4 separate regions of the Mus musculus genome follow, and regions 1, 2 and 3 are each linked to region 4. Evidence: chromatin contacts called from public promoter capture Hi-C data. All regions are on one chromosome and are shown on one strand. Each heading gives the region's core, a stretch centred on a gene start, on an enhancer-like site or on the middle of the called end of the contact. The rest is flanking DNA. Distances are from core to core; before and after follow the strand shown.

Region 1 (4,054 bases), core at 543-3,042, 1.5 Mb after region 4:
TACTGCTGTGCACCACACCAAAGTTCCAAAATGGAAAAGACACAAGCACAGGCAAATCAAAGAAATAACCATAGGACTGGGCAGAACGGCCAAGGCACACAGATGTGAGTGTCCGTGCAGGAAGTGGTTCCCACACTTCACTGGTAAGCCCTAACCCAGACAACACAGCATCTCACGTTGGAGCCTAGCAACAGCCACCCGAAGCTTCACAGAGGGCTGAGAGGCTCTCTGCCTTCAACTGACTCACTCGACGGCCAGACACCTGCCTGACAAGAGAAAGACAAGGAGAAAAGAGAAACAGGTGGGAAGCTCCTGTCCAAGAGAGACTTCCCGCAGACAGTGTCTGGGAGCAGAGGTGACACCAGCCTGCAGGCAGAGGTAGCACAGGAGGCACTCCCAGGCCAGCAGTCGCCTGCGCTTCACTATGACTTCGTAAGTGAGACCAGGACTAGGAGACTGCAGGAGCGTGAACCACAGCCACCTACCAGGGTCTGAGAGAGCAGACTCAACTCAACTCAACAGACTGGGGGAGGGTGGCTCTGAAACTCCAACCCCAGACCCCACTGTGTCTCTTCCAGGACTGTGTCTACTGTCTCTCTGCCTTAGGCCACACTCCAGGCCCAGCCGACAGCAAACTTGACGCTGCCTCAAGACAAAAGCACCTCAAAGCTGGGCTTGGGGCCTTGCCCCAAATCTCAGCAGCATCCTGACTTCTCTGAAACCTGCTGCTGCAGGTTACACTATGATCCCACTCACAAAGGACACTGGCAGGAGGAGCAGGAGTAGAGGCAGCCTGGACTACTGAGAGACTCAGCTCAAGCCTGGAGCCTTATCAAGATCTTGTCTCTGTTTTTTCTTTTTATAATTTTTTATGTATGGGTGTTCTGCTGGCATATATGCCTGTGTAACTCATGGCTGCTTGTGGAGGCCAAAAATTAGGAGTTGGATCCCCTGGAACTGGGGTTGCAGGTGCCTGTGAGCTGCCATGTGGGTACTGGGAATAGAACCCAGGTCCTCTTATTAACTCCAGGCCCCTGTCTCAAAATGCAGGTAAGCAGCAGCAGCAGCCTGTACTCTGCAAGGAACAAGAGCTGGTGTGTTGGGGTAGCTTTTACTATTGCGAGACACTTTTACTATTACCACACTGAGTATTTTAGTTCAATAACATCCCCATTGTCCCCAAAGTGAGGATCTATTATCTATTTTAACAGAATGTTAATTTGTTTTTCATAATAAAATACAAGAAAATTCTAAACTTCTGTACACCTTATTTGAAACCTTTTAAGACACAATGAAGATTCTCAGAGTTTATTTTTTTAAGATTTATTTATTATTATACATAAGTACACTGTAGCTGACCTCACACACCAGAAGAGGGCGTCAGATCTCATTACAGATGGTTGTGAGCCACCATGTGGTTGCTGGGATTTGAACTCAGGACCTCTGGAAGAGCAGTTAGTGCTCTTACCCGCTGAGTCATCTTGCCAGCCCAAATTTATTAAAAAAATGTTTTTACACTTGTGTACACATACATGTCTGTGCACACACCACAGCCCCTGTGGAGAGATCAGAAGTCTCTTGTTCAGAGATCTCTTATATAGGAAGGTCCTGGGGACAGAAGTCAAGTCCTCTGACTTGGAGACAAGCAGCTCTACCCACCTAGCCATCTCTCTGGCCCCAGAATTCATTTTATTATAGAAGGAAATTAATAAGCCACGGTTAACATTCCCACAGCAGTGTCGCTGGTATTGAATGGGGAAAACTCTTTATGCCATCTAGCAGGAATGCAGTGAATCGTAAGAAAGGAATCCTGTCAACTGAAACAGTATGTGAGAGGAAAGCTGACGGCCAAACACATTCTGAGAACACTCAACCACCAAAAGCAAGGGAGAAGCAGCTCTGGAGAATCTGGGGGAGCAGGGTGGGGGCGTGGGGGTCATCTCAGAACCGATGGGTACTTCCCACTGCGGGAGTGAGCCCGGCCACATTCTAGTCCACTACTCTTTGTATCTTAACCCCCACCTCCCTCCATAGGCCATTTAAAGGAGTTAATGAATAAACATTGAGATTACTGCCTGGCACATGTTAGGAACTCAGTAAATAAAGAGCATATATGAAAAGTAACCCTGTGCTTACTTCTACAAGCCCAAGCCATGCTACCCAGACATGGTTATTTGCAGGCCAGAGTAACACAAAACTAGAAGAAAACACTGGAAAAAAACTACCCTCCACAGCACACGGCATGTAAACAGTTAAGCCTGCTGTGCCCTCCTTCATCAGCTTAAACTCTCACTCTCCTGAAGTCTTTCCCAGGCTAAAAACCATGTCATAAAACCCAGCCAGCCTAATTCACAGCTTCTACTACAAAACTACTTAAAGAAAAAAAAAAAAAAAAAAAACTAGCTTTTTTATATCTTCAGAACTGTTAATTCTAAAATTATGTTAAACTTCATGCCTTTTTTTTTTTTTTTTTTTTTTTGGTTTTTCGAGACAGGGTTTCTCTGTATAGCCCTGGCTGTCCTGGAACTCACTTTGTAGACCAGGCTGGCCTCGAACTCAGAAATCCACCTGCCCCTGCCTCCCGAGTGCTGGGATTATAGGCGTGCGGCACCACGCCCGGCTGGACTTGGTGCTTTTGATAGCAACTAAACGCACTTGCATCTGTAAGCGCTTCAGCTGGTTTACTTACTTCGTGCATTCTTCTAGGGACTGTACAAGCACTTGCTGGAAGGAAGATATTTCCTCTAGATTTCCCATTAAATATGAAGTGTTTGCTGAACTCAACCTAAGGCCAAGAAAAACCAAAGTAGAAGACTGTCAGTGGTCTGACTTCCTCCCACAAAGTGTTATTAAGGGCCCTAGTCTGATGAACACGATGCTGTGCCCGCAGCAAGCGGGCACTCTGACCTCCACCCACCACCTCACCCTCCTCCCTCCTCTGCAAACACAGACAGGGGGACCAGCCAGCAGGCAGTCAACGCACGCATGTTCTGGCCAACTTACTTGTCACTGGTCTGCAGTGGCCGCAGGTAGGTGGACAGCACAGACTGCAGCTCCTTGGAATACTCATGCTCTGTTTCCAGGATGTTCTGTAGCACCTGGTGAGACATGGCCGTCACTCACATGGCAAGAGGCATCTGACAGGTTATGAGCTCCAGCAAGTCCAACCCATTGAGCCAGTCTCTTTGTTGCTGACATGCAATACTAACACACTTACTGGCATTATTCTTTTGTGGTTATTAACTGCTAACCCTAGTTGATGAATTATGAAGGCCAGAGGTCTGACTTTGTCTTACTGACAACAGGCATACCTAGATTTTGTCAAAGTGCCAAAGTCCATCCTTGGACAAGCCAGGCCAGGTCTACTTAAATTACAAAGGACAGACTGTAGACACTCTCAAAAGCATCTATGGGCAGATGTGACTCTTAAAATGCTGTATGGTGCAGAACAAGCCACCAGCAAGTACCACACACACAACTCATCCAGCTAGTCTAGGAGCAGAAAACTAACCTACAATGACCAGGAGAGGAGGGTAGGGGACAGACTGGCTCTGAATTCTAATTTGGGTACAAGGCTACCCGGGTCAGCACACTTGCTGAAGCTCACTGAACTAGATAAAACCCACGCGTTCTTGTATGCAGCTGAGCATCCCGAAGCAAAACAGCCCAGACTCAAAGTGATCGAGACTATTAAACGTTTTGAGCACTACCATGATGCTGTGGGTTTACACTTTGGGCCATTTCAGAGTTTGAGTTTAGGGATATTCAAACCAGTGAAATCTATGCAAATATTTCCCAAATTCCAGAATCCCACAAAGTTCTCGTTTCAGGCACTGAGGTAATGGACTTAGCCTGCATGTAAGACATATCCCAACTTAGTACATGAGCTTTATCCTGACTGGATCTAAAACCTGAGCTAAACATGTGGGAAACAGAGACTTTGATCAGACAGTGTGATGCCTGGATCCCCCCCCACAAAACATGCACTGAAGATAAAAGAAAGGCCTAGGAAAACAAAGTCTTTAGACATTTATTGTTCTCAAGGATCGCAGTG
Region 2 (4,093 bases), core at 1,106-3,605, 1.5 Mb after region 4:
TTTTAGAAACACACTTAGAAAATTCGACCTTCAGTGGTTGCAAGTGCACCCACTGGCTATTTCTTCTGTCCATGTTTCCACAACTGAGACATCCCATTGCTTATAACCTGATCCTTTGAGAGAGTGAAAGACAAGCCACAGACTGGGGAAAAATATTCGCAAGACTCAAACACAAAGACCTATATTCTGGGGTTGGAGAGAAGTCCAAGCGTTTTAAGAGTACTGGCTGCTCTTGAAGAGGACCCAGGTTTGATTCCTAGCACTTACATGGTAGCTCACAACCACCTGTAACTCTAGTTCCAAAGAATCCAACACCCTCTCCAGCTTCTAAGGGCACTGAACACAGTGATGCACAGACAGATATGTAGGCAAGATACTCTCACACACAAAATAAAACAACAATAAAAGACCCGTATCCTCAAATAGAAAGAACTCTTGGGGCTAGCAAGATGGCTCAGCAAGTACTCTTCTGAAGGTCCTGAGTTCAAATCCCAGCAACCATATGGCTGCTCACAACCACCTGTAATGAGATCTGATGCCCTCTTCTGGTGCATCTGAAGTCAGCTACAGTTTACTTATCTATAATAATAAACAAATCTTTAAAAAAAGAAAGAAAGAACTCTTAAAAACTCAAAAAATAGACAACAAATAGCTCAATTTAAAATATGAGTAAAGGGGGTGGGATTGCTGGCTCAACAGTTAAGAGCACTCACTGGCTGTTCTTGCAGAGGACCCAGATTCAAGTCCCAGCACCCACATGATGGCTCACAGCAAGCAGTCTTAACTACAGTTCTAGAGACTCCAATGCCCTCTTCTGGCTTCTAGATGAGCTGTGTGCACATAGTACAAAGCCACGGACATAAACTAAATCTAAAACACAGAAAGGCAAGTAAGATCTGAATGGACAGCTCATTGGTGTCAAGAATTCGTCAGCTTTCCACTACTATAACAAACACCAGAGACAACGCACACGTCATAAAGAGGAAAAGCTTGTCTGTGCTCATAGCTCAGGTTTGGTTCCTCGGTCCCAGGGGTTTGAGTCTTATGTGAAGACAGCACATGACAGCAGGGTTGCACAGCAGAGGAAGCTGTTCGTTCATTCATGGCAGCCAAAGAGCAGAGAGAGGAAGAGGAAAAGACCAAGGACTTGCCTCTCCTTCAGGAGCTCACCCTCAGTGGTCACGCCTCACCCACCGCTTAAAGGTTCTACGGTCTTCCAGAGCTTGGTGAACAAGCTTTAACATGCAGGCTCTGAGGGACACTGGCCCAAGCCATAGCATCAAGCAAGCATATGGTAGTATTTTCTTGGTCAAAGATTGATTGGAAGGGCTTAGCCCACTGTGGGGAGTGCTGCCCCTGGGTAGGTAGTACTGGGAGCTCTAGGAAAGCAGACTGAGCCAGCCATGAAAAGCCAGCCAGTGAACAGCATTCTGCCCTCCCCTCTGCTTCAGTTCCTGCCTTGACTCCCCCTCCCCCCAGTAATGGAGTGACCTGAGAGTTGTAAGATAAATAAACCCAAGTTGTTGATCACAGCTACAGGGTCAAAGTAAGACGGGCCTCCGAGTCTGCCCTTGAAGACAACACCTGGAAAAAACACCATGCGTCTAGGCCGTGTCCGGAGACAGACGTTGGGTACATTTGAAGGTCAGTAGCTGCCCATGGCTGCAGGAGGACACGGAGAGGCAGGGATCTGGTGGCAGAGAGGCTGTGCCCTGCTATGCTGTGAAGCACATGTACACCATTACACACTTGTCAAGAACCGAGCTGAGTGGAGCCTAGGAAACTGAACCTGGGCTACTAATTGCTATTATCTCAATGTCCCTGCAGCTCATGCTGAAATCTGACCTCTTGGAGGGCTAACAGCCACAGCAGGCGGAGGTGTCTAATGAGAGGGGGTGGTCTGGCCGGCTTCTCTCTGCCCCTTAAGTGCTCACCTGCCCTTCTGTCCTGCTATGACATGACACAAAAGCTCTTACCAAGGGTGGCCCTGGGATCTTCAACTTTGTGGCCTCGGTCCCTGGGGTCAGGAAGCTCTGATTACTCATCTCTGGGACAATAATCACATATCAATATTTGCCATTAGTTGTAACCAGGCGCACCATGCCTATGGGGGGTGCTGACATGGGGAGGCTGTGGGGGACCAAAGGGGGACAATACAGGAACTTGTACTTTGTGCTCGATGTCTCTGGGAACCTCAGGCAGCTCTGAGAAGTCTGATCACAGCCAGCCCCTCGGGCCTGTGCTCTAAGTTCAGGCTCCCGCTCTAACTCCACCAGTCAGCTGCTGTCTCACTTGTGCCAACCCTGTTCTTCCAGGGCCTGGGCAGGCCCCTCCTACCATAAGACTTTTTTGCTTGCTCTCCTCTCTGCCAGGTCACTCTCCTCCAGGGTGTTCACACCAGTTTCTGTTCAACTGACACACCTCAGGAACAGCCGCCCTGACTTCCGGATGCAAACTGCCCCACTGCCCACGCTCCCCTCCCCCTCATCCTTGCCCTCCCTCTCTCCTGTGCACTTTCCCTCCTTGACACTAGGCACCGCAAACCTGTCATGCACAGAGTTTACAGAGCATTTTGCTTACAGATGACAGGTGTTCTCCAATTAACCTTACGCAGCCAATCTAAATTTCCCTGGCTCCTCTCAACAACTCCAGATAAGCACTCCAGTCAACCTACAGGAAGTAGGCCTGTTTCCTCACCTACTTCTTCCTAAGGGCAAAAATCTCTTCCCCATTCTCTGGCCTTGGGATTCCTCATTCCAACTACCAGAACTATGGGCCTAAACGTTTCAAATGTACATCCAAAATTTTAAAAAAAAAAATCTAAACTACTTAACTTTCCCTGTCTCTATCTGTTCCAGCAGACTTCAAATCAACTACAGATTGCTCCAACAATTCCAACTATTTCCTCAAAATGTACATCCAGGCCCATCCTCACAGAGTGCACTTCCCTAGCTTCAGATGGTCCCACAGAACCTGGAGATCGACTGAAACAGCCTGTTCTTCCTGGCCTCGACCAGCAACCCAGCTTCCTTGGGTCCCTGATGACACTCCAGTGTCAGCAGAAAGCAGCCAGAGAGAACGATACCCACTTACCCAATACCTAATAATAAAACCCAATAATAAAACAAAGGGTGGAACTGAGGGGCCCCAGCAGGCAGGAGCACTGGCAAGTACAGCTCTGGCAGGCCTTGCCCTTCCCCATTCCCTCTGCCTCGCTAAACTGTTAGATTACGTTCCTAAAGCTACCCACCAAGGTCTAGTCCCTTATTTGCCCACTTCCTCCTCCTGAAGCTGACCACCAAGGTCCAGCTATCAAAGTATTGAAGTCTAGCAATCAAAACCCCCTTTGGCCTGCCTAATTAACATGCCCAATTAAATTAAAGATATCCTAACTCAAATTTCACTTTTTGCCTTCATACCATTGGCCATTTTCCTACAGGCCATATCTGTCTTCTCTCTGTCCAGAGGCAGTCCTTTCTCCCTCCTGGGCAAATATCTCTTCCTCTTCTCTCTTGCTCTTTTCCCTTTCCTCCTCATCCTCCATCTCCTGTCTTTGTCTCTTATTCCCTGCCCTTAACTCTCTGGGATAAATACATCTTCAGCTGAGAACCTGATCTGGGGTGTCTTGTGATGACTCTGCCCCATACAGCTATCTCCCTGCGCTCTGCAATGATAAACGGTCTTGGGAACAATCTTCGTTATTGTTCTACTGCTGTGAGGTTGCACCAAGACCAAGGCAGTTTATAGAAGAAGGTATTTGATGGGGGACTTGCCTACAGTTTCAAAGACCACCCCTCCATGACCAACATGGAGGGGAACATGACGCCGGAGCAGTAGCTGAGAGCTCAGTCAAAGCCCAGTCCTCGGTGACATCACCTCCTCTGACAAGAACACACCTCCTAATTCTCCCTAAACAGTCCATGAACTGGGAGCCAAATAAGTACAGAAGAGTATAGAGGCCAGTCTCATTCAAACCACCAGAGGGACAAATCTAAGTGAGTATGATATGTATAGCCACTTAATTTTTTTTTCAGTGAATTAGTAAATTAAAGACCTGTGTCTAAAAGCCTCTAAGTACCAGTGTTGGCTTGAC
Region 3 (4,436 bases), core at 722-3,221, 1.5 Mb after region 4:
TCTAGCTGCCAGAGGCTAGCCCTTTTTATTCATCTCTCTCTGTGTTGTGTCAGAGATGAAAGAGGCGCTGCAACTTCCTCACGGGATCTTTCTAGAATTTAAAATAGAATATGAATTTTTGAAGTTTGCCTGACCACATCAACGCTGCAAACATGTCACGTGACGTGTTCATGGATGGGAACATGTCCATTGACATAGCACAGGAATCTTTTTACAGCTTTGCCTCAGAAACAGAACAGGGTTATCTTTAAGAACCTTAGCATGTGTCTCACTCAGACGTCTGTCTTTTATTATCACCAATGGCCAGGGGACAGCCGGGTTTTCTCAGTGTCTGGCAAGTCACACCCTGCTCTCTTCAGTCGTTGCATCTTAAAATTGTAACTTTATTGATCTGCCCCACTTATAAACAGTGTTTCCCACATCAGTTAGTCCTTCTAAGATGCATGTCGTTTTCAATACAATGTTCAAGAAAACACCTAAAACCTGTGGTACGCATGTGGAACTCATGGTAAATGTTTTCTGACACTGCAGCATGCCAATTTATGAATACAATTAGAATTTCTGCTTTTTCAGGTCACTTAATATGCATTAACAGAGTGTCCTGCCTAGGGCCTGTCTGTGTGTATGTGCATGTGTGTGTGTGTGTGTGTGTGTGTGTGTGTGTACTCCATTAAGAAGTGTTACTTCTTCCTAATTATGGGACACTTCCATTTCTGTACTTAACACCTTTTAAATTACTAAGGATCTTAAGTTTTCTTGTAAACTGTGTATTGGCATAATCTTGAACACAGGACTTTATTATTTTTTGACCTATAAAACATGGTTGTTCTTAGAAGTGCTCCCAACCCCTGACCCGGCCCGCTCTGTGAGCTTACAAACGAAAACAAACTTTGGTCACCCAGAGCGGTGGTCAAGGTTCACACTGCAGAGCCAGGGAGCCAGCAGCCAGCAGCAGCAGGCAGACAGCTCCAAATCTAGCAGGCAGTGAGGATAAAAATTCTGACCCATCCCCAAAGAAATCGGGCTTCAGCACCCTGTGTGCGCTGTTCTGCAGGCTTGGCTGAGTGAAGAATCCCTTGATGGGGAAGGCAGTAAGTCATTTCACAGCTCGGCCCTCCCTTGGCTTTTGATGCATCCTTTAAACATGCCCAGCCACCGGTCCATTCAACGCAAGAGTCAGACTGCAAAGGCAGCGACGAAACCGTTCAAACAAAGCCATCGCAGAAAGCTGCGCGGCACAGAGACGAGGTTTTCCGATCGGTGTCGGCGAGGGGCGAAGCCGACCTCCCAACTTCACGTTAGGGTGGAGCAGAACCCCACCGCCGCCGGCACAGCCAACTCTCCTTCTCGTGACCCCGAGCCGGCCCCGAGCGTCACCGCGGCCCCCTCCGCTGTCTGTGCTCTCAGGGCGGGTCCCCTTCCCGGCGCCCCGCACACAATGGCGCCCCGAACTCCCGCCGCCGGTCCCCGCGCCTTGCGCGCCGCCGGGTCCGCGCACAAAGGAGGGCGCGCGGGCCCCGAGCCGGCGCGCGCCAGGTGCTCCCGCGCGCCCCGCCGCCCGCCGCCCGCCCGGGCCGGGGACCCACCCGAAGACCGTGCCATGGCCACTTACTTTCTCGATGGTCCCGGGCAGCAGGCGCTCCAGCAGCCGGCATAGGACCACCCCGTCCTTGAGCGACGCCTGCAAGAAGACCTCAGGGTCCGAGATGGTTTTCTTGGGCGACTCCAGCACGCCCAGGGTGATGAGCCACGTAACGGTCTGCTCGGCAGAATTCATCGCTGCGGCGGCTCGGGCTGCGCGCACAGAGGGGGCGCCGCGCGCGATCACCTCGGAGCGGCCCGGGCCGCGGCCACCCGCGCCCCCGCCGCCTCCGCGCCCATGGGCGGCCGCGCGCCGGCGATTGGCCCGGCCGGCCCAGCAGGTCCCGCTCCGCTCCGCGGGCTCGCGCGCGCCCTGGCCCGCTGTCAAGTGCCTTTTCATTAGCGGCGCAGGAACCTGCGGGCGCCCGGCACCGCCCCCGCCGCCGCCCCCCGGCCGCGGCCGCCGTCGCCCGATGACATCACCGGAGAAGAAAGACGCGGCGGCCGCCCGCGCGCACCCCGCGCCAGCCCCGGCGCACGACAGCTGGCGCGCCCCCCGCTCACCTGCGCCGCCCGCGCGCCCCGGGGCTGCGCGCCTTTGTGGGTAGGGCGGCGCGCGATTAGTAAGCGCTTCCCAGAATGCTCTCTTGAGCTAGCCCGCCGACTGCGGGGCGCGGGCGTCTCTTCGCCACCTCGCCAGCCGGCGGGGATGGCACGCACATGCTCGTTAGATCTGTGACCAGATGGGTCTCACTCGGGCAGGAACGAGCGTCGGGAACGCGGGCGCGATGCTAAGCGGCTGGCTGCAAGGCCACTGGAGGCGGGGGGCGGGAGCGGAGATGGGGGGCGGCGGGCGCGGACGACCTTAGTAGCCAGAAGCCTTGCATGACTCCTTGTGAAATTGACGGTGACGTGTCCAGCGATCAAGAGCACATCGCAACCTCGGGTGGGTGTCCGCTGGAAAGCGTGCTGTCCACGCTTAGGCCCAGAACTTGGGCGTCCTCTTCCAGCGCAAAGGATGTGTGACAGGAGCCTTGGGGGAAGGGGGGAGTAGGTGAGGGCTCACCGTCAATCGACACATATTTCCACTTACTCCCGCCACTGGTCCTATGCTTTCCCTGCTGGCTGGCACTCCTCGACAGTTTAAAATAAAGCTTGCAGTGTCCCAGGAGACCTTTCCCCTGGGCCAGGCACGCACGTTCATCCAGTAACTGCTCAAGGCTAGAAGCCATGCGATGCTGTCAATTAAAAACAAAAAACAAAAACAAAACAAAAAAATGATCACAGGTTCGACTCTCTTCTCTGCATTCTCCAGGTGCTTCCATCACCACCATCGATTGCGTTTAATAGCATCTTCTGGCTAAATGACTACATTTCTGTTCCAGACACAAACAAAGCATTAAAATAGTGTGAAGTTTGTTGAGGGCCAGCTTCTCTGTGGTGGCAGCTGCCTTCAGAGCAGCGCTAGCCAGCCCTAACCAACCACTGCTGCAATTACGGTGTCTTTACCACCGACAGACCCAAGCCTCACTTTTTGTCCATTTTCCTGGTTACATATGAGAGGTACCCTGCCCTAGGAGCCCCACATCAGCCAGTTTCCCATCTTGCTTCCCTGTGGAGGTCCAGAGAGTGGCAATGCAAAACTGATCACCGACGCCCGAGTCTATCGACCAAAGCTGCTCAACCCGGAAGAAGCTTTCCCTAGTGCTGAATTGAAAAATTTACTCGTTACTATTTTTAAATCCTGTTAGACTAGGTCTGGCCTTATCACGCAGTACACAAAGATAGCTACATATATTGACTGTCAAGTGGCCCTAAGGAAGCCAGGCAGAGGCCGACTTAATAGACAGAGGAAGTTGGGAACCAACGGTCAGACTGGACCATTGACTACACCCGTTCATTCTGGAAAAAAAGCCCCTGAGCTGCTAAATGATAACCTTACAGATCACCTTCTTTTAACCCCAGTACACGCTAATTTCGAATCATTATTTGGAGGAGATCCTAGAAAGTAGCCCTGCTCACAACTGTGTCATTGAGGAGCTTCGCTGAGCACTTCTGGTGTCCAAGGTGAACCCTTGGTCAAATTTCCTTGGCATTTTCTAAATCCCTGCTACAAGACTGAGGAGAGGAAATGCCCTTCTCCCCATGGGTAGAGAAACACCAACTGGAATGTCAGAAGCCCTCACTCCAGCCTGAGCCTCCTGGAGAAGTGGATTAGCCATCTTCCCTACATACCTGAGCCAGTACCCTGTGATGGATCTCTCCTTAAACAAGCAGCTGATTGGCTGATATCGATGGATAATAGATGATTGACAGACAGGTGGTAATTGCTGGATTAATAGATGTTAGCTAATACACTTGGACACCTAAGAATGTACCCTTTACTGCTGTGTGATATTCTGTGGCTTCATTTCTTTGGAGAACCCTAACGCAGTACATGTGCCAGCATGGTCTCCGCTGATGAGAGATGTGGCTTCCTTCAGGCTCCTTTCTTGTGTGGCTACTTCCTAGGGTCCCCTCCAACATACCTGCCTCAGTCCAGATTCATAGTGTCAATGCTGGCTAAACAAGGACATGGGAAGGTTGGATATGGCTGCAGTGATAAGCAGTCATCAGTCATAGCATAGCTTTTGCTCCTTACCCGTCGATCACCCCCTGGGCATTGGTGTACCCCCACTAGGTCCTGGATTATTTCTTGAGATTGCCATCATCTTCAAGAAATAAAGTAGCTCAAAACAGCAGGAATAAGTTGTATTATAGTTCAGAGGCTGAAATCATTGAGCATCTGAATGGCTGGTCCCTCATAGAGGTGTGTGTGGGGATTTGTCAAGGTCCCCTCTTGTCTCTGCAGGGGC
Region 4 (4,300 bases), core at 1,429-3,928:
GACTTGGTGTCACACGCGTGCCTTGCTGCCCAGCCTACAGGGCCGTGGGGCAGATATGCTGGGCCCACTTCAGGACAGGGGACTCGTCAATGCCTAAACACAGAAAGCATGCCCCATATGTGCTGTAGGGCAGCTCCTGGTACTGGGGCCTGCTCCTGGGGTAGGAAGCAGCTCTGAGGCATGCGTGCCCTACGAGGTGGACATTGCTAATGAACGGGAATCTCACAGGAGGTGGAGGGTCAGAACTGGAAACCAGTCTCCACAAAGCCAGCCCCTCGGTGCGTGAGATGACATCACTAGTGGCCTGTCAGCGCAGGTCTGTCAAGGGACAACCGGGACATCTTTGAGAGCGTACGTAACCAAACTGACTTAGTGAAAACCTGGAAAACAACTTCCTTCCAGGCTTTGTGGGTTCCTGACTTGTAGTTAACTTCTGTTCAGAGAAGTTTATAGATACAAAGAACTAAATCTTGAAGGTCTGCAATACATTCTTATTTCTAAGATTTAACATTCTTCAGGGAAAGGAGCAGTGATATGATTGAGCAGGTGAAGGCATGTGCTGCCCAGCCTGAGTTCAGTCCCTGCGAGCCACGTGGTGGAGGGGAGAAGTGACTTCTCCAGTTGTCCTCTGACCTCCACACATGTGCCATGAAATGCATGTACTCCCCACACACATGTACTCACACAGTAAAACAAATAGGCAAACAAGCATAAATAAGTTAAGTTCTATGGGATTGTCAATAGGCTGTGACATACCAGTAATTGATAAAGGCTTTTTAAACAATTGTGCTTTCTGTTCTCTTATTTACACTTGAATTGTGCATGTTACAGAAATGCTGAAAACTTCAGACATAGTAAATAAAATATTTTCCCTGGTGTTGTGATGTCCTTTATTCTTGGTTGCACAAATACCTACCTGTGCACATCAAGGTCCTGGGCTTTGTCTTGGAGCAACAGAAAGAGCCTCTGTAGTGACAGCAAGCAAGCCCTTGCCACATTGCATCCTCACCAGGTAAGTAGCATGTTGGAGACAGACAGACAGCTCCATCCCTCCAGGTCGCTTTCTCTGCCCAATATGCTGGAATGTGGGGGCCGTCTATCAGAATATGCTACTACAGCTAAGATTATATCTAGAACATATTTACCCAACACCACAGGTTTAGGAGATGCATGTAATCTGTTCCACTTCCCAGAGGAGACAGCATACTCCTTGTCTAAGTGACGTAGGTGCTGAGTTGTGGTAGTTTAAATGTTCAGTGCAGTTCATACTTGATGCTCTGTGGGCGCAGAAGTCAACTTCCCAGCTTCTTTTGCTGTGCCTAGCATCCTGTAACAGAAGGGGCTCTGTGAATGTCAGGTAGACAGACTAGTGAGGCAGCCTTATCTTGTGTGTGATTTTGACCGAATAGTGTAGAAGTGGTTTCCAAACATCCACAACAAAGCCTCTCCCAAGAGTCCTTGGACCTCACTCCTTGAGCCAGGTCACACTTGTCCATAAGTTGGTACACCGTAAGTGGGAGCTGGCTCCTGCTGGCTTCTGCTGTTTGTCTGTCTGGATGGGAGCTATGTACCTTCTGGATTTGTGGGACTGCTTCAGACTGAGAGTTGGGCCAGCAGGAAGGGCGTCTTGTTACACACTAAAGTTCTTTCCAATTGTATTCTAAGTCCAAGTGATGCACTGCCAATTCTGGGTGACAGATTTACGTCACAAGAGGGCCAGCAATGTCTGAGGCTGCAAGGTTTGTGCTTGAGACAGGGTATAGGGAGGTGGTTGACCTAGGTCATTTCAAACCAAGAAGCCTGGCTTTATAAAGTGCACCTATCCATCCTCATTATTTAATAATTCCATGAGCAGGCAGTGATGTTTACAACAAGTGAAGTTTGTTTGTATAGACACGCATCACTAAAGGTTAGCACTGGAGCCCCTTACTGGACACTAAGTTGTGAGAGAACACTTTTTCACAGGAGCTGGGAGTTCTCGTTCTTGTAAGGTTTTCTCTCATGTCATGGTTTTAATGGAACTGAGGATCAGACCAAGGGCCTTGTATACATTAGGTAACATTGCTCTGTCGGGTCTACTGCAGCCCACAGCCCTCAATTTTATAATAAGGGATGGGTTTTGTTTGTTTTTTGTTGTTGGTTTTTTTTTTGTTTTGTTTTTTTTGTTTTGTTTTTGAGGCAGGGTTCCTCTGTGTAGCCCTGGCTGTCCTGGAACTCACTCTGTAGACCTGGTTGGCCTCAAACTCAGGGATCCACCTGCCCCTGCCTCCTGAATGCTGAATGCTGAAACTAGAGGCGTGTATCACCACTGCCCAGCCAGAAAAGTTTTCTAAAAGCATAAAACTACAATGGGTGGGCCTCAGTTTTATGCTGAGTGAAAGAGGGCAGACAAGAAGGGGCAAAAGGAGTGTGTCTGTCTGAAGGTAGGGCAGAGCAGATGGTCAAGGAACCGGGATGGAGCAGTATGTTCTCATTGTGGTATGTCGCTCTGCCAGCAGGGGGCACAACTCACCAAGGTGCTGACAGAGTAGCACAGCTCACGGGCTCTGAGCTGGGCTGAGCTGGCTGGGTGTACACTGGTGCCAGCAGACTCCTTTGCTGGAGAGCCAGCGTGTCCCAAACAGCTCCCACGTGGTGAGCTCTGAGCCTTTATCTCATTGGTGCCACCTGCCAAGGCAGGGAAGGAACGCCTGGTCATTTGGAGAGTGCTGGATGGTGATACAATGACCAGTATAAATGTCAGCGGGGCTGGCTAAGGGTGGCCAGGAGAGGACAAAGGCAACCGCAGGGTAAGAGGGGTCACCTTCCAAGATGGAGAAGTTCAAGGCTGCAATGCTGTTGGGGAGTGTTGGAGATGCCCTCGGCTATGGAAACATCTGCAGGGAGAACAGCGTTTTAGGCTCAATCCAGGAGGAGCTGCAAAAGACAGGGGGGCTGGACAGCCTTGTGCTCTCACCTGGGAGGTGGCCAGTGAGCGACAACACCATCATGCACATGGCGACTGCTGAAGCCCTGACCACAGGTAGGACTGACTGGCGTATTCGTGGCTCCAAGTGTGCTGGGGTAGAAAGACAGGCCACCTGGGTTGATAGCAAACCAGTACCAAGAACCCTGAAGGTGGTGTCTTAGAGCCCTGTGTTACCTGACACTGTTGCTGAAGGCAGGGATTTAATATTCCCCCAAGACCTGGAGCCTGAGAGGCAGCGGGCAGGTCATGTTTCTCCTGAGTGTCTTTAGGGGACAGCAGCCCTTGGCAGATAATTAAGCTCCTGGTTCTGAACAGTGTTCGCTTGTCTCTGTGTTAGGTGAGCAACCCTCTAGGAGCTGCTCTGCAGGGCGGGGCAGGGGTGGGGGAGACAAAGCACAGACAGACATAGGTGCACTGCAGAGGCTGAGCATCTTATTCTAAGTCTATAAAGAAGAGCTTGAAATGTGGGCCCACTGAGATAACATTGTTTGGGGGTGGCATCTCCGATCCAAATAATTAAGGTTGAGCTGTCTGTCCGAGCGATCCAGTTTGGGCGTAATTTATGAGTAAATTGTCTAAGGAAGAGTTTTGGACATGGAAGAACAAAGCTTGTTTCCTAAGGAGCTAAAATCAACAAAATGTTACCTGGATTTCAGAGACGCGCCCATATACAAGCGCCGTGTGTCTTTTCTCGACACAGTGTGATGGTAATACCCTGCAGGTCTGGCATGCCATCGTTGCAAAACTGAGGCCTGAGGCCAGCAGTTGAGCCAACAGACCCCACATACGCATTCCCTGCTCTGTCCGTCTGTCGTGAGCACGCCCAGCTTAGTTCTGTGGTCACTGTATAGGAATGCCACCAATGCCGTGTCTCTAAATAGAGCAGACACACATTGATAAGATATGGTGTCACAGCTTGTTGAAAATGGTGAAGCATCTTTCTGAGTGTACCTCATGATGAAACGCAGGTATTTATGGATTCTGTGGTCATTGTATAGGAATATCATCAACTTGCCCCTGAATAACGAGGCAGAAGAAAGCACACTGCTGAGGTGCTTTCACCACACTACGGGGATCGAGATGCTTCGAAAGTATTATGAATTCCAAATCTTTATTTCCTCTCATATTTTGGGGGCATACTTATCTGCTTTTATGGTCGATAGTACAGCTCAGAGCACACCACAGCTCACAACCTCTGGAGAACAGGACTTAAAACTACAGTCAGAAGCCGGGCGTGGTGGCGCACGCCTTTAATCCCAGCACTTGGGAGGCAGAGGCAGGCAGATTTCTGAGTTCAAGGCTAGCCTGGTCTACAGAGTGAGTTCCAGGACA

What was found. Promoter capture Hi-C pulls out the DNA fragments that hold promoters and counts their contacts.
Region 1: a promoter capture Hi-C map of embryonic stem cells shows a contact between it and region 4, with 4 times the contacts expected there. The contact joins the enhancer-like site here to the promoter of Adprhl1 in region 4. A contact is called at or near these places in 10 of 39 promoter capture datasets (the 3T3-L1 cell line, the C10 cell line, the HPC-7 cell line and 6 more).
Region 2: a promoter capture Hi-C map of liver shows a contact between it and region 4, with 5 times the contacts expected there. The contact joins the enhancer-like site here to the promoter of Adprhl1 in region 4. A contact is called at or near these places in 4 of 39 promoter capture datasets (the 3T3-L1 cell line, embryonic stem cells, liver and 1 more).
Region 3: a contact with region 4 is called in a promoter capture Hi-C map of stem cell-derived epiblast-like cells, with 4 times the contacts expected there. The contact joins the promoter of Arhgef7 here to the promoter of Adprhl1 in region 4. A contact is called at or near these places in 1 of 39 promoter capture datasets (stem cell-derived epiblast-like cells) and 1 of 115 datasets of contacts at active chromatin or transcription factors (cardiomyocytes).

The regions. Positions count from the first base shown.
Region 1 is chr8:11,799,504-11,803,557 of GRCm38.p6, reverse strand. It overlaps Arhgef7 (Rho guanine nucleotide exchange factor (GEF7)), which reads right to left. Exons shown (of 22, transcript NM_001372321.1): 7 at 3,004-3,098; 8 at 2,690-2,785. Among named protein-coding and RNA genes, the nearest start is that of Tex29, 39 kb to the left of the region's middle. Within about 2 kb of position 1,792, at least 44 of the 459 cell types and tissues checked have an H3K27ac peak or open chromatin away from gene starts, as enhancers often do.
Region 2 is chr8:11,745,358-11,749,450 of GRCm38.p6, reverse strand. All of the region lies in intron 1 of Arhgef7 (Rho guanine nucleotide exchange factor (GEF7)), which reads right to left. Among named protein-coding and RNA genes, the nearest start is that of Arhgef7, 19 kb to the right of the region's middle. Within about 2 kb of position 2,355, at least 15 of the 459 cell types and tissues checked have an H3K27ac peak or open chromatin away from gene starts, as enhancers often do. A contact at or near this core is called in liver, where this site is marked.
Region 3 is chr8:11,725,593-11,730,028 of GRCm38.p6, reverse strand. Arhgef7 (Rho guanine nucleotide exchange factor (GEF7)) reads right to left here and starts at 1,971. Exons shown (of 22, transcript NM_001372321.1): 1 at 1,613-1,971. The coding sequence starts at 1,777.
Region 4 is chr8:13,252,540-13,256,839 of GRCm38.p6, reverse strand. It overlaps Adprhl1 (ADP-ribosylhydrolase like 1), which reads left to right and starts at 2,678. Exons shown (of 7, transcript NM_172750.4): 1 at 2,678-3,022. The coding sequence starts at 2,812. It overlaps Dcun1d2 (DCN1, defective in cullin neddylation 1, domain containing 2 (S. cerevisiae)), which reads left to right. Exons shown (of 7, transcript NM_001024504.2): 7 at 1-877.